Linked DNA regions of Sus scrofa: region 1 is linked to region 2. A link is a contact called in public Hi-C data. All regions are on one chromosome and are shown on one strand. Each heading gives the region's core, a stretch centred on a gene start, on an enhancer-like site or on the middle of the called end of the contact. The rest is flanking DNA. Distances are from core to core; before and after follow the strand shown. Region 1 has its middle 62 kb from the start of POP1. Region 2 overlaps LOC102163076 (a long non-coding RNA gene).

Evidence for each region. Hi-C and Micro-C count contacts between places; a contact is called where the count stands out from the background.
Region 1: a contact with region 2 is called in a Hi-C map of liver, with 4 times the contacts expected there. The contact joins two enhancer-like sites. A contact is called at or near these places in 4 of 47 Hi-C or Micro-C datasets (embryonic fibroblasts, liver and skeletal muscle).

What each region holds. Positions count from the first base shown.
Region 1 is chr4:38,590,582-38,597,398 of Sscrofa11.1, reverse strand. No RefSeq gene overlaps it. Among named protein-coding and RNA genes, the nearest start is that of POP1, 62 kb to the left of the region's middle. Within about 2 kb of position 2,973, at least 7 of the 83 cell types and tissues checked have an H3K27ac peak or open chromatin away from gene starts, as enhancers often do. A contact at or near this core is called in liver, where this site is marked.
Region 2 is chr4:38,442,862-38,450,200 of Sscrofa11.1, reverse strand. The region is part of intron 1 of LOC102163076 (a long non-coding RNA gene); the gene reads left to right. Among named protein-coding and RNA genes, the nearest start is that of NIPAL2, 44 kb to the left of the region's middle. Within about 2 kb of position 5,215, at least 1 of the 83 cell types and tissues checked has an H3K27ac peak or open chromatin away from gene starts, as enhancers often do. A contact at or near this core is called in liver, where this site is marked.

The sequences.
Region 1 (6,817 bases), core at 1,724-4,223, 150 kb before region 2:
AACCCAGAGAGGTCGTTTCCAGACCTCACCTCTCCTCCCGATCTGCCGAGCCTTGGTCTTTGGATTTTAGTGCATCTCATCCTTTTCACCTGGCCCCCGAGTCGGGGTGGGGCGGGGAAGCCGGCTGCCCCTGCCGCTTGTGTGGGCCCCCTGGGGCGCGGCTCCCCAGTCCCGAAGATGAGGATTAGTGTTAATCTCCTGTTCACGAGGTTGAGTCAAGAGTTATTCTTTCCATCTGTCGCCTCCAGGCCAGACCTCTCTGTCCTCTCTTCCACCCCAGATCTCCGAGAAGCAACGATGATAACCTCGTGCCTGTACACACGTGCAGAGCCTCTGCAAGCCCAGCTATCCAGGGCCAGCTTGGGAGCTGAAAGGCCCCGGACAGGCGTCTTAGCCAACCTCCTCCCTCATTCTGCAGGGGAGGGGGCGTCACACTGTCACCCAGTCAGAGCCGCTCAGTAACAGCCGGGACCAGAGCCCAGGTCTCCTGATCAGGCCAGGCACTTCTCAGGACCAACTTTTAAAGTAAAACTTTTTTGCAGAAAGAGTCTAATATCCACAAGGGAATGAGCAGGTTGCACTCAAGTGCTGCAGCTCTGCTTTCTTCCTCTCTTGTTTTTTGCTTTGTTTTGCTCTTCTTAGCCACCTGCTGGCATATGAGTTCCTGGGCAAGTTATCAGATCTGAGCCGCTGTTGTGACTTGGAGGATCCTTAAGCCCACTGTGCAGGGCTGGGGATTGAACCTGCGTCTCAGTGCTCCAGAGGTGCAACCGATCTCATTGTAGCACGGTGGAAACTCCTCTTCCTCTCTTGTGACAGCCCCAACTTTCTTCAGCAGCTCTGCCCTCCGCATCTCTTCCTTTGAGGAGCTGCCTGGAATGCTGGCGAGAACAAGAAGGCTTGGGTTTGAAGTTCCCGTCGTGGCTCAGTGGTTAACAAACCTGACTAAGGTCCATGAGGATGCGGGTTTGATCCCTGGCCTCGCTCAGTGGGTTAAGGATCCAGCATTGCTGTGAGCTATGGCATAGGTCGCAGAGGTGGCAGAAGCAGCTTGGATCCCATGTTGCTGTGGTGTAGGCTGACAGCTATAGCTCCGATTAGACCCCTAGCCTGGGAACCTCCGTATGCCATGGGTGCGGCCCTGCGTTGCTGTGGCCTATGCCAGAGCCACAGCAACGCAGGATCCGAGCTGCGTCTGCAACCTACACCACAGCTCACAGCAACGCTGGATCCTTAACCCACTGAGTGAGGCCAGGGGTTGAACCTGCATCCTTATGGATCTTAGTCAGATACGTTTCTGCTGAGCCATGAAGGGAACTTCCCACTGCACCTTCTTGAAGCGAAACTCAAGTGAAGTCACAGCAGCACAAGTGCCTTTGTGTTTGTGATTACAGCTCACAAACCTTAGCTTATGTAACATGGCATATGTCACAGCAATTCTGAGTTACATCATCCTCATGTTATAGAGAGAGAAACTGAGGCTCAGTGAGGTGAGACAGTACCCAGGGTCACACAGCTAATTGGAATCAAACCCATATCTGTCTGCATCCTTAACTGGGTAGTCCCAGCGACCTCCCGTTAATAGCCCCTTAACCAATAGGGGCTTAAGTCATCAAGAGCCAAAATAACCAAGGGTCCAAACATTGCCTGCCCATTCTCAGAGACTTCACAGTGGGTAGGGGCTGGGGCTGAGGATGGCTTGCTCAGGATCCCTGTTTCCCTCAAAATTGTGGGCATGAGAGGGGGATCCTAATCACGAGAGAGGGTGCTCTCGCAGGGCGAGATGGTGCAGTTACCCAGTATGGCCGCGAGGTGGCGCCGTGTACCGACACAGGCACGCCCCCAGGTTCCTGGGAGATGAGCCTCAGTTCAGCCTGGGGAAAGCTGGGAATGGAGAGATTTCTGAAATTCAGAAAGCAACCCCTGGAGGGGCAGTTTTGTTGTTCAGTGCTGCAGCCCAGGAACCGATGAGGTTTTTGATTCCACAGGCATTTGAAGAGTTCCGGCCACAGACCAGGCCCTAGGCCTGGGGGACCCAGAGGCATATGTGACGGGGTATGTCCCTCAACCCTGGGAGCTCATGGTCAACCTGGGGAGGCAGACGCAGATACCCTTACGCCCTTCAAAATGAGTACAAAGAAAGCAGGACAGTTTTTTTCATGGTCTTAAAAAAATTAAAGAGCTCCCTGGCGGCTCAGTGGGTTAAGGAACAGACGTTATCACTGCTGTGGCACAGGTTCCATCCCTGGTCCCAGAACTTCCACCTGCTGTGGGTGAGGCCAAAAAAAGAATAGGAAAACTTGTATTCTCTTTACCAGGAGCAAATGAGAACATGCTTTCCCAACCTCACCAGCCATTCCTGCCTGCTCACTGGGAGTGAACTAACCCCTTAGGAAGTGGAGTCTGAGGTTTTTAGGGCTTAGGTGAATATTCTCAAGACCAGTAAAGGGGAGTTCCCGTTGTGGCTCAGTGCTTAACGAATCCAGCTAGGAACCATGAGGTTGCGGGTTCAATCCCTGGCCTCCCTCAGTGGGTTAAGGATCCGGCATTGCCGTGAGCTGTGGTGTAGGTCGCAGATGCGGCTCAGATCCTGTGTTGCTGTGGCTGTGGTGTAAGCCGGTGGCTACAGCTCTGATTAGACCCCTAGCCTGGGAACCTCCATGTGCCATGGGAGCGGCCCAAGAAATGGCAAAAAGACAAAAAAAAAAAAAAAAAAAAAGACAAAAAAAAAAGACCAGTAAAGGGCCTTCCTCACTAATCAGGTCCTACCACTTATGACCAATCCATCTCACTTGGGGCAGGCCTCTGCCTCCTATACTAACCTGGTAAGCTCTAATTCTTCCTGCAGTCCCTACCCATCTACCCTTTCTGTGTCACTTTTCCAGAATCTTCCAGAATTAACCACTGCCTTCTGTGTATTGTGTACCCTCTGGTAACTGGACATTTGCCACGTTATGTAGTAATTGGTCTGTTTACAGATCTGTCCTGCTCACCTAGCACAGTGCCAGGCAAATGAAAATGTGCTTTTGAGGCACTTGCTGAATGTAACTTGCTGAGTTACTTGAGAGAGAATGCGTGCACTGTGACACCTAATTCAGTCCTAACAACACCCTGTGCGCTTGATATTATCTGCATTATTTTACTTTATTGCTCTTTCAGGCCACACCCATGGCATATGGAGGGTCCCAGCCTAGGGGTTGAATTGGAGCTGTAGCCAATGGCCTACACCACAGCCAAAGCAATGTGGGATCCGAGCCAAGTCTGTGACCTACACCACAGCTCACAGCAACACCACCCGATCCTTAACCCACTGAGTGAGGCCAGGGATCGAACCTTCATCCTCGTGGGTACTCATCAGATTCATTTCCACTGCGCCACGATGGGAACTCCTATCTGCATTATTTTAGAGACGAGGTAATACTAGTTAATGCAACAGGTCAATCCTGAAATCTCAATGCCCAGAAGTTCTTCTTTTTTTTTTTTTGGTCTTTTTGTCATTTCTTGGGCCGCTCCCGTGGCATATGGAGGTTCCCAGGCTAGGGGTCAAATCAGAGCTGTAGCCACTGGCCTACACCACAGCCACAGCAACATGGGATCTGAGCCACGTCTGCGACCTACACCACAGCTCACGGCAATGCCGGATCCTTAACCCACTGAGCGAGGCCAGGGATCGAACCCGCAACCTCATGGTTCCTAGTTGGATTCATTAACCACTGAGCCATGACAGGAACTCCTCAATGCCCAGAAGTTCTATCTCACATCATAGCTATACCCTTCTTCCTCCTCAAAGCTGCTTCTAGAAAACTTATTTCCAAGGCTGTCTGCTTCAGCTGCTGTAACAAAATACCACAGGCTGGCTTTAACAGCAAACATGTATTACTCACAATTCTGGAGGATGGGAATTCCAAGCTCAAGGTGCCAGGAGGTTTGGTTCCTGGTGAGGACGCTCTTCTTGGCTTTCCGACGGCCTCCTGTCTGGTCATCTCTCGTGGGAGGGGAGAGAGAGATGCTCTAGTCTCCTCTCCTTTTCTGAAAAGGACCCAAATCCTATCACGGAGACCCGACTCTCATAACCTCATCTCAGCCTAATCACCTCCCAAAGGCCCACCTCCAAATACCATCACCTGGGGGGTAGGGCTTCAACCTAGAAATTTGGGGAGAACACAAACATTCAGTTAATAACAGCCGCCTTGGTCCAGAAGTCAGTCCTATTCACGATTCATGGTTCAAAAGCAGCATGTGGCCCCAGCATAAAGGCAAGGGGAGCTGAGAAACCTGGGGAGCACGTGTGTTCAGTGAACACTCCCAAACTGCCACAGACCCCCAGGCACGTGTGCTCACATACCAATCTACACAAATGCACACATATACACGTACATATGCACATTCAGAAGTGTGCACACCTAAGAATCGTGCTCAGACCCAAGTACTGAGTATGAAACCACACCTTTATAGACACAGAGAACCTGCAGAACATCAGGTGTCCCCAAAGAAAGGGCTTGTGTAAAAGAATCTGCATGTTCAGAAATTAAAAGAGCTGCATTTTTTTTTTTTTTTTTTTTTTTTTTTGCTTTTTAGGGCGGCACCCATGGTGTATGGAAGTTCCCAGGCTAGGGGTTGAACCTGAGCTTCAGCTGCCGGCCTATGCCACAGCCACAGCCACAGCCACATCAGATCTGAGCTGCATCTGCAAACTATACCACAGCTCACGGCAACACTGGATCCTCCACCCATTGAGCGAGGCCAGGGATTGAACCAGAAACCTCATGGTTCCTAGTTGGATTCGTTTCTGCTGCACCACAACGGGAACTTCTCATGCATTCATTTTTTTTTTTTTTTTTTTTTTTGGGAATACACCCAAGGCAAGTGAAATTTCCGGGGCCAGGGATTGAACCCACACCACAGCAGAGACCTGAGCTGCTGCAATGATAATGGTGGGTATTTATTTCGCTGTGTCACCAGGGAACTCTAGGGGCTTCTTGCCTGCTTGCTTTCTTTGCTTTCTTTCTTCCTTCCTTCTTCCTTCTTGAGTTCTAAATCTTTCTTTTTAAAGTTGAGCACCATTGTCTTTTTTTTTTTTTTTTTACTTTTTTAACATTAAAATATAGTTGATTTACAGTGTTGTGCCAATTTCTGCTGTACGGCATAGTGACCCAGTGCTGCATTTCCAAAGAAACTGTTTTTCTCCTACCATTATGAGCAATGTGTTATTCTTAGGACAAGAAAATAAAAAAAAAAAAAAATGAGGTTTGGGGAGAAATTTTAAAGAGCAGCAGGCGAAAGCAAGGCCAACACATAGAGATGATAATGTTCTCTCTGTTTCTGAAGATAAAAGAGCTCTGGAGACAAGCCGTCCCTGGGCGGTTTACAGAGTGAGCTGCAAAATGCAGTCTCTGCAGGATTTAGCTTGAGCCCCAGAGACAATGGCTTGATTGCGTATAAGCCTTTCCAGATATTTAGAAACAAGAGAGGGAGGAAGATGGGGTGACAGCCCCTACTGGGCCAAGGCTTTGCGCTGCGCCCACCTTGTGGATGTTGATGGCTGAGTGGAGGTTAAAAGTGACTTCAGGGAGGTTACCGAGGACATAACGGAAATGGGAGGTGACACATCTTTGAGAGAATTAAGATATTGGGGCCAATTATAACAATACACATGCCTTAAAGGGGAAAAAAGAAAAAAGCCAAGGTTTTAAACCCTCAGTACTGATGGATCTTTCCTTCCTGCTCCTGGGGGAGGCCTGGGGTGTGTGTCTGGGACTCAGGCCTTCACTCCGCCTTTTCTGGCCCTGCTCAGGCGCTAATGAGATTCCCTGAGAGCTGCGGGTTTCTCTCCCACAGTGCGATCCAGTTTGATAAACATTGCCTCGGGCACTCAGAGCACATCCTTCTCTGGGTTTCTGCCTGCAGGGAGCTTGCGGTTTGGTAAGAAAGAGAACACACAGGCTCTATTAACTGAAAGACAAAGGTGGGGGCAGACTGTGTGGAGGGGTGTGTGTGTGTGTGTGTGTGTGTGTGTGAGGGGGCACAAGGAGCGATTTGAGGAGCCTTCACACCAGGCCTTGGAACACTGTGCCTCTTAGCTCCCTGGCAGGGAGGAGCCAGGCTCAGGCACACGGAACTGGCTCAGCCTGCAGGGTGCTGCTGACCTCTGATGCTGAAACTGACAGTACTACCAGCCTGAACCCGGCCAGAACCCAGGCTGGGACTTGAACCCACATGCTGGGACTTGAACCCAGCCAGAACCCAGATTGGGACTTAAACCCAACTGGAACCCAGATTAGGACTTGAACCCAGCCAGGACCCAGGTTGGGACTGGAACCCAGCCAGAACCCAGGTTGGGACTGGAACCTACATGCCGGGACTTGAACCCAGCCTAAGGCCAGATTAGTACTTAAACCCACGGTTTTAAATTCGAACCACCCTGTGTCTGGACTCACTGAGGTTCAGGTTCTTCATGTCTCCAAGAAGAAGAAGGAGGAATTCAGAGAGAGACAAAGTGATAGGCAAGAAGCAGATCTATTAGGATAGGACTCTTGTGAGAGATGCAAGCAGGCAGACAAGAAATCTCTCTGCCCGCGGATCCGGGTGGGCCACACTTTTATCATCCAAGGGGGGTGGGGACTGGAAAGGCCCGCCTCTTCCTTTCAGGGAGTAGTAGCTCCTCCTTCGTAGTATCCGGTATGGTGTGTATTCCAATCAGCTGAAGGGCGGTCTTCAAACTCCTGCCCTTGGTCTGAATCTGAATGCAGGTCTCATCCCAGCCCCCACCCAAGGACCTGAGGCAATTGTCGCACCTGCACCAGTTAAGCAAGCCTGC
Region 2 (7,339 bases), core at 3,966-6,465:
CCCTGGCCTCGCTCAGTGGGTTAAGGATCCAGTGTTGCCGTGAGCTGTGGTGTAGGTTGCAGACACGGCTCGGATCTGGCATTGCTGTGGCTCTGGCGTAGGCCGGTGGCTACAGCTCTGATTAGACCCCTAGCTTGGGAACCTTCATATGCCATGGGAACGGCCCTAGAAATGGCAAAAAAGACAAAATAAAAAAAATAAAATAAATTTTTAAATGTTTTTTCTATTAAAAATGTGTTGTAAGTAATGTTATTTCTAACTTCCAGAAAAATTTATCAAAGTTTTCATCTCTGTGAAGATGGGAGCCTCTGAGTACAATTGTGCAATTGTTCAGAATGCTCGGCACATAGCAGATGCTCGATAAATATATAATAATTAATTATTTGACTAAGATTGATCTACTAGTAGGAGTTCCCGTCATGGCTCAGTGGTTAACGAACCCAACTAGTATCCATGAGGACACAGGTTCAATCCTTGGCCTCACTCAGTGGGTTAAGAATCTGGTGTTGCTGTGAGCTGTGGTATAGTTTGCAGATGCAGCTCGGATTTGGCATTGCTGTGGCTATGGCGTAGGCTGGCGGCCACAGCTCCCAGGTGGCTAGCCTGGGAACCTCCATGTGCTTTGGGTGCAGCCCTAAAAAAACAAACAAAAAAAGGATTGATCTACTGGTAGTTTTACTTTTACTAGCCCCAGTCATAGGGAACTCAGACACAGGCAAACAGATCACTTGTGAAGAAATAAGTATCCCCCAAATCCACATCCCCTTCTCAGTCTGAATCTGTTCAGTAAATATTTATTGAGGGCTTGGTGTAGTGGGGCTGGGACACAGAGGTGAAAAAGCTACAGTCCCAATTTTAAGGACTGTAAAGTCATTTAGAGCCATGTCAGCTGACAATTTCAATGCAATGTTGCACATACTAAGATACTAGCTAGTACTGCAGGTGCCCACTAGAGGGGTACCAATCCAGCCTTTGCTAGGAGATAGAAGCAGAGTCAGGAGATATGATATCTGAGCTGAGTGTCAAAGGATAACCAGAGTTGGTCGCCTGAAGAGGGGTGGGCAGGGAAGGGGTTGGGGGAGAAAAGGGCGTCCAGGTAGAGGAGTAGCATGAACAGATGCATGGAAACCAGTGGTCTGTTATTACCGAAACTGGGGATGATGGGAGATGAGTTTGGAGAGATGGAGAGGCAGGTTAAGTAGTGGAAGCCTTCTGCATGGGAAGGAGTGAAGGTTTTAAGCCGTTTTTTGGGGGGTGTATGGTAGCCTTTGCTTAATACCTGATTTGACTTTTGCTTCAGTATGAAGCCTGGATTTAAAGAAGAGAAGCCATGTGAGGCAATAACATGACACTTGAGGGAAGAGGTGGTTGGGGCCTTCCCTAGGTAATAGAAGGAGGAAAGCCAGAGAGTCAAGGACTGGAGCAGAATGTCCCAGAATAGGCTGAAACCCACATGGCAACCTTCTGAGAGAAGGAGAGTCCAAGGGTAGTTGGATGGCCTTTGAGAGATATGTCTGATTGTTGAGATATGAAAAGTATTTCTTCCTCACCTGTGTGACCCCTGCTCAGTTTTTTTGTGTCTTTTTCGGTAGAAAGGATCAACTGTCTTACTGATATTCCTAATAGAGGCCTTCATGTTTTTAAAGTTCTCTAAGCTTGGAATTCTGTTGTGGCTCAGTGGTTAACGAACCTGACTGGTATGCATGAGGACGCAGGTTCAATCCCTGGCCTCGCTCAGTGGGTTAAGGATCTGGTGGTGATGTGAGCTGTGGTGTACATTGCAGACATGGCTTGGATCCCGAGTTGCTGTACCTATGGCATATGCCAGCAGCTACAGCTCTGATTTGACCCCTAGCCTGGGAATCTCCATATGCCATGGGTGAGGCCCTAAAAATACAAAAGACAAAAAAAAGTAAAAAATTAAAAGTAAAGTTGTATGTTAAAGAGGGAGCAGCTGGTTTCCCCAAAGGGTGATGTCACAGCAATGAGAAGGAAAAAAGGATTCAGATTTTGAAAGAAATGGAGGCTCAGGTTTCCTAGGCTCAGCGCCTCTATATGGCAGAAGGCAGAAGAACGGCCTTAGCAGTCAAATAATATTTGATATGCTTAGTACCCACAAATTCAGGAGTACTTGTGAAGTTCAGGGCAGTGCTAAAATCTGGAGAGCAGATAAAGGTACTTGGAATTGAGGAGGCCAAGAACCCAAAAGACTAGTAGCATGTTGGATGGGCCACACACAAAGCTATTGAAATATCCTATAATAAAGGAGAGATTCGGTCCACCTCTAAAATTTGTGCTGCTTTGGCAAGAGTGCAAATGGTGGCACCTCCCTTTTCTTCCCAACCCTGACCCCAAGAGGGGGTTGGGTGGAGTTTGCACTCATAACCCATGTGACCTGAGCTTGCACATCCAAACTCCATGCACACCCCTCCAACCACAGCAGCCCTGTCCACTCTAGAAGGAAGAGGTCTTGAAAGCTGGTTCAACACCATTTAGGCAGAGATTCTCAGGGTCTTAGGTACCCAGAACATGGTCTTGAAAGAGGGAGCATGGATTCCCTATGGAACTATTCCCTTGGCTCCTTGGATTCCTTGCCTCTTGGGAAGGGAGATGGCTATAGGAGGACCATAGCAGTGTTCTTTAAAAGAAAGGACCCAGGGTGGGTTGGGCCTAAGGGCAGGAATGGCAGGGATTGGGATGGAGAAAAAGGCTGTGAGCCAGGGCCTTGGTCTTCCGTGAGTGTGTGTGAATGTGTGTGTGTGTATTTCTGGGAGGTGGGTAGCAGTGATGACATATAGCGGGTGATGAAGAATTATCCTTCATCCAACTCTTTTGCCTTAGAATCAAATGAAATACAAAGATACTATTTCAACCAATTGATTTTTCTGGTTTTCCCTAGTAACCTTTAGTTCCTGCAGAGTTCAAAGCCAAGCAAGCAGAGTGGGAGGGGCTGGGAGATGACAAACCGAGAAGTGGTAGCTGGCAATAAAAAAAAGAGACGAAAGAGTCCCCAAATAGAAAAACACATTAGTTGGGGGTCATTTAGTGCCAGGGAAAATGGCCCTACATGCTTCAAAATTTCCTTGGGACACAAGCCCATTACAGCCTGGAAAAATGATGAATGTGCTTTTAGAAGTTTCCATTTTGAGGAAGAAGCATTTGCTTTCAGTCGTCTTAAAAAAATGTATTAATTCTTTCCTGTTCTGTAACAATTCAGGATAAGTTGGGTATTGCCACAGTTCCAGTTTAATCTGAAACTTTCTGTTGCCTCTCCTCTGGCTCAGAATGACCTGAAAAAATTTTGCCATTGCTCCTCTTCCTCCTCTTCTTCCCCCTGAAGAATTCCATGCAGAATTGCATCCATTGCAGGGCCCATTTCCTGGTCAGGCAGCATAAAGTCAGTGCAACTCATCTAAGCCTGAAAATGAAATGACGATTCTGCTGTTATGCCCTAATTCACAGCCACATCATTAAATTGTTCATCACAGCCTCAGATGGGACTTTTAATTCTCTTACAACAGCTGGCAAATGGCAGGAACAGATGCGCCCACTCAACGGGAGCGGTTTTAGTAGGAGCAGAGAGAAGAATGATGATAAAGGACAATTGCAAAGAAGGTCCAGTTGTCCTCCTTCTCCCCAGCTCTCAGCCCTGGCACATCTGGGCTTCCACTGTGGGGCTCAGTGCAGCTCTCCAGGACCAATGGCTCTGAGAGAGACTTGGGTCTGGAAGAGCCCTCGTGTGACCTTTAAGATCTTGTCTTATCTCAAGCTGTATTCCCACCCCTTCTCTGATTTCAAGTCCTCTCCTTTGAAGGTCAGGAATGAAGATGGCAGCCCTAACTCGTGGCAGCTCAATGCTTAGCCTCTTTTCCCTGAACAAAAAGATGTGGGTGGACTAGCCTGACACCCAAATCACTGTTTATAGCATAGTTTCCAAGGACAGGGGTTCCAAGTGCCAAACAACTGACTTGGAAACGCACTTGAGTAAGATGGGGGCTATCTCTTTTTTTTTCCTTTTTTTTTTCTTTATTGAAGTATGGTTGATTTACAGTGTTTGTTAGTTCCAGGTATGTAGAAAAGTGATTAGGTTATACATATCTATGTATCTTTTTTTTTCAGATTCTCTTCCATTATAGGTTATTACAAAAATTAAGGGTAGTTGTCTGAGCTATATAGTAGGGCTTTGTTGATTATTTTTTAAATGTAGTAACATTGTATATGTTAGTAAGTTGGGGCTATCTTGTTTGTACATATGTATGTATTTTTTGCCAGCTTGTCCTCAACACTCATCTGCAGAGTTAGCAGCTCAGGCTCAGGAGCCAGTCCTGTTCTGAATGGGTAGATGAGATATGATGATGATAGTGATGATTGTGGGAGAAGAGCTAACATGTTTTCAATCCTAATCTGTACTGCTGGTGCTTGAAAGCCATCATGCATTTAGTGTCTGTGAGGATTCTGTGAGGTAGGAATTACTGCTCCCTTTTAGAGATAAGGAGACTGGGCGAGGATTATTTAACTTCCCTGAGGTCACAAAGATGAGATGTTGAAGAGTCAGGATTTCAACCTAGACTATGCTCTTAACCAGCCTCAGGTGGCATCTCCTTCCAGGCACCTGGGCACTTCCACTGTATTTTGTGGGCTCAACTTCACTCGGTTTTCCTAGGATCCAGCTTTGATTTTGTCCCTTAATTCTAAAATCTAGGCTCTGTCTTGTTCCCTATGACCAGTGTCCTTGTTTTAGTCCCCATTTCTGGTCACTGCATCCTTATTCAGTTCCTATGCATCAAGTGCCTGTCATATCCAGGACCTCAGTTTCTCTAGGACAAAGTATTTGCCTTGATCTTTTCAGTGCTTCCCATGAGTCCCAGCTTACCAGGTAGGTCCTCCAGTACCTTCTAGGTTTATAGATACAATTATACCTAGTTTTTGTTGCTCCTAGTAGATCATCCTGTTATGGAACTACACTGTTTCTCTCTGACTTCCATACTCTTCTCTATTCTAGACCCAACTATAAGCTTTTGACCATCTCTGATCACTGCTTGTACCTCATCAAATGTTCCCATCTGTAGCTTAGATTTAAACCATTCCAGACAACACTGAAGCATTTATAAGAGGACCACAAGCCAAAACTAGATTTTCCTAAAGGGGTGTCAGGGAGCCTGGACCACACACCCTGCTTCTGCAATAAGCAGTGTTATTCCCCACTGTTCCCTTGGAAGTCTGCCATTTGGAAGATCTGCCCTTCTGCTCAGTTGGCAATTAATGATTTTTGCCCAGTCTTGGTACCCTTCTCCCCACTATCCCTGACCCCAGGGGATTGTATGAAAGCTTTCTCAAGTGTACTTTCCATTATTCATTAAATATATGGTAATTCTCCCCTGGACTTACGTGTAAGAAAGGCATTCAGAGCAAGAGAAGATTATAATTCCCAGGGGTCCTGTCAGCTTCCCTTGGAGTAAGGAGCCACAGGCCTAGGGTTAGGCCCTAACCCTAACCCTAACCCTTGGGAGTAAGGAGCCACAGGTCTCCCAGCTGCCTGGGAGGTATGATAACCTCTGAGGAAACTTCTGGTGAGGCAGCAGGGTAGAGACTAATGAAAGTGGAGACATTCATGTAGAAGGACCTGCACGGCTGGGTGTCAGGGAAAGTTTTAGAGAAGACTGAGGGAGTTAGAGGCTATGGAATAGCTCTGGAATGAGAGTGCTGGAGATGAGTGAAAATCTTATGGTACATTGTGTTGCCTAGGATTAGAAATTGGATCCCCATCTTTGAGAGATACAATAAAGACTGGTGTGCTTTTAAAAGTGTTTTTAGTTTCTGAAGTGCATTTTCTTTGAATGTGATTTTGAAAAGAAACTGGGCCATGTGGGACCCTAGAACCATAAAAACCCCATTTGGCCATTGTTCCAGGCCACTGAAGAAAACACAATTGTTTTTCAAATCATCTGACAGGTCCTTAGGAAGGCATGGTCTCCATCTGGAGATAAAAAGGGCCCTAATTCCACCATATTTTCCAATGCACATTCCCCTTCATTTGGGAATCCATCCCATTTCCTTTCTTGGCTCCCTGTAGCTCTGGTTCAGATGAAACATGGACAGTTACCTATAGGAAACTCTGAGAATCCCCACAAAGTTAGGCTGCCAGGAAAGCCCAAGAGCCTAGAAGGAGAAAGACGAGGCAACATGCTTGACATAGCTTAGGTATCCTCACTACCCAGAGCTTTTTATCCCCTTGGCAAATGGTCTGGTTTTATTTTCAGAAATGGGAGAGACAAACTCAATTGGTAAAGGCAACATGGCCAGAGCAGGAGATCATGAGTGGAAGGTTTGGAACTCAGCAATTTCTTACCCTGTGCTGCTAATCCCATCACTCATATTAGTGAAAAATAAGGCAGTAAAATACAGAGTAGTTGAACTCCTGAATTACATCTCCAAGATCAGGAGCCATATCATAAAAGATCTATCCACTATTTTGAGATCCTTAGAAGCACAGAATTTTAGAACTGAAAGCCTGAGGTATCAGTGAGAATGTGGAAATAGGCCATTTTAATTTAAAATGGAACAAAATAATGTAAGTGACTGAGCCTGAAGTAAGAGATCTATATATACTCGATCTAGCAATACATACTCAAATTACTACAGGTCCTTTTGACTCTCACAATGGGAACATGATCTAATTTGTATTGACTAGAAGTAAATAAAGCAGCTCTCTAAATACCAGTACCATTCCTTTACTACACTGAATGCACTGGACAACCTTCTACTGCTTTTCTCCATTTCATCTTAGTAGGAATCCTGTCTCTTACTCCCCTTTCCGGGGTTTGGTCTGCCTAGGGCTTTGCCAAAGGGGAAGAAACTCAAAATACTGTACATCAGATACAGAAATCTTTGGAAAATGGTGGTGTCAGCTGCAAAGTTTTCCAGTCTGTCTAAATCCCTTCATAAATAAAACTAGATAGCAAAATTGACAACATTTAACTAGATAGCAAAAATGGACATTTAAACAAAACTAGGTGACAAGCCAAAATATAAGCAGAAAACAAAACAAAACAAAACAAAAAAATAGTTGCAGCCACAAAAACTGCATGGTATCAAAGATCAACGCAAAAGGAAGAGGAAAAAAAAGTAATTTGGCAGGGCTTGATGAACCCTAGAACAAAGGGCCAACAGTACACACTGGTAAGCAGGGTGAGCCAATTTGAGAAGGGCAGCTGAAACTGGGAGGGTACTTCTTCCTCCAATACCACGTGAATTGAAAAGTCCCCGTGGTAAGAATGATTGAAGAGGCTAGATTCATCTAACCTTCTGAATTCTCAAAACTAACCCAGGGAATCTCTTC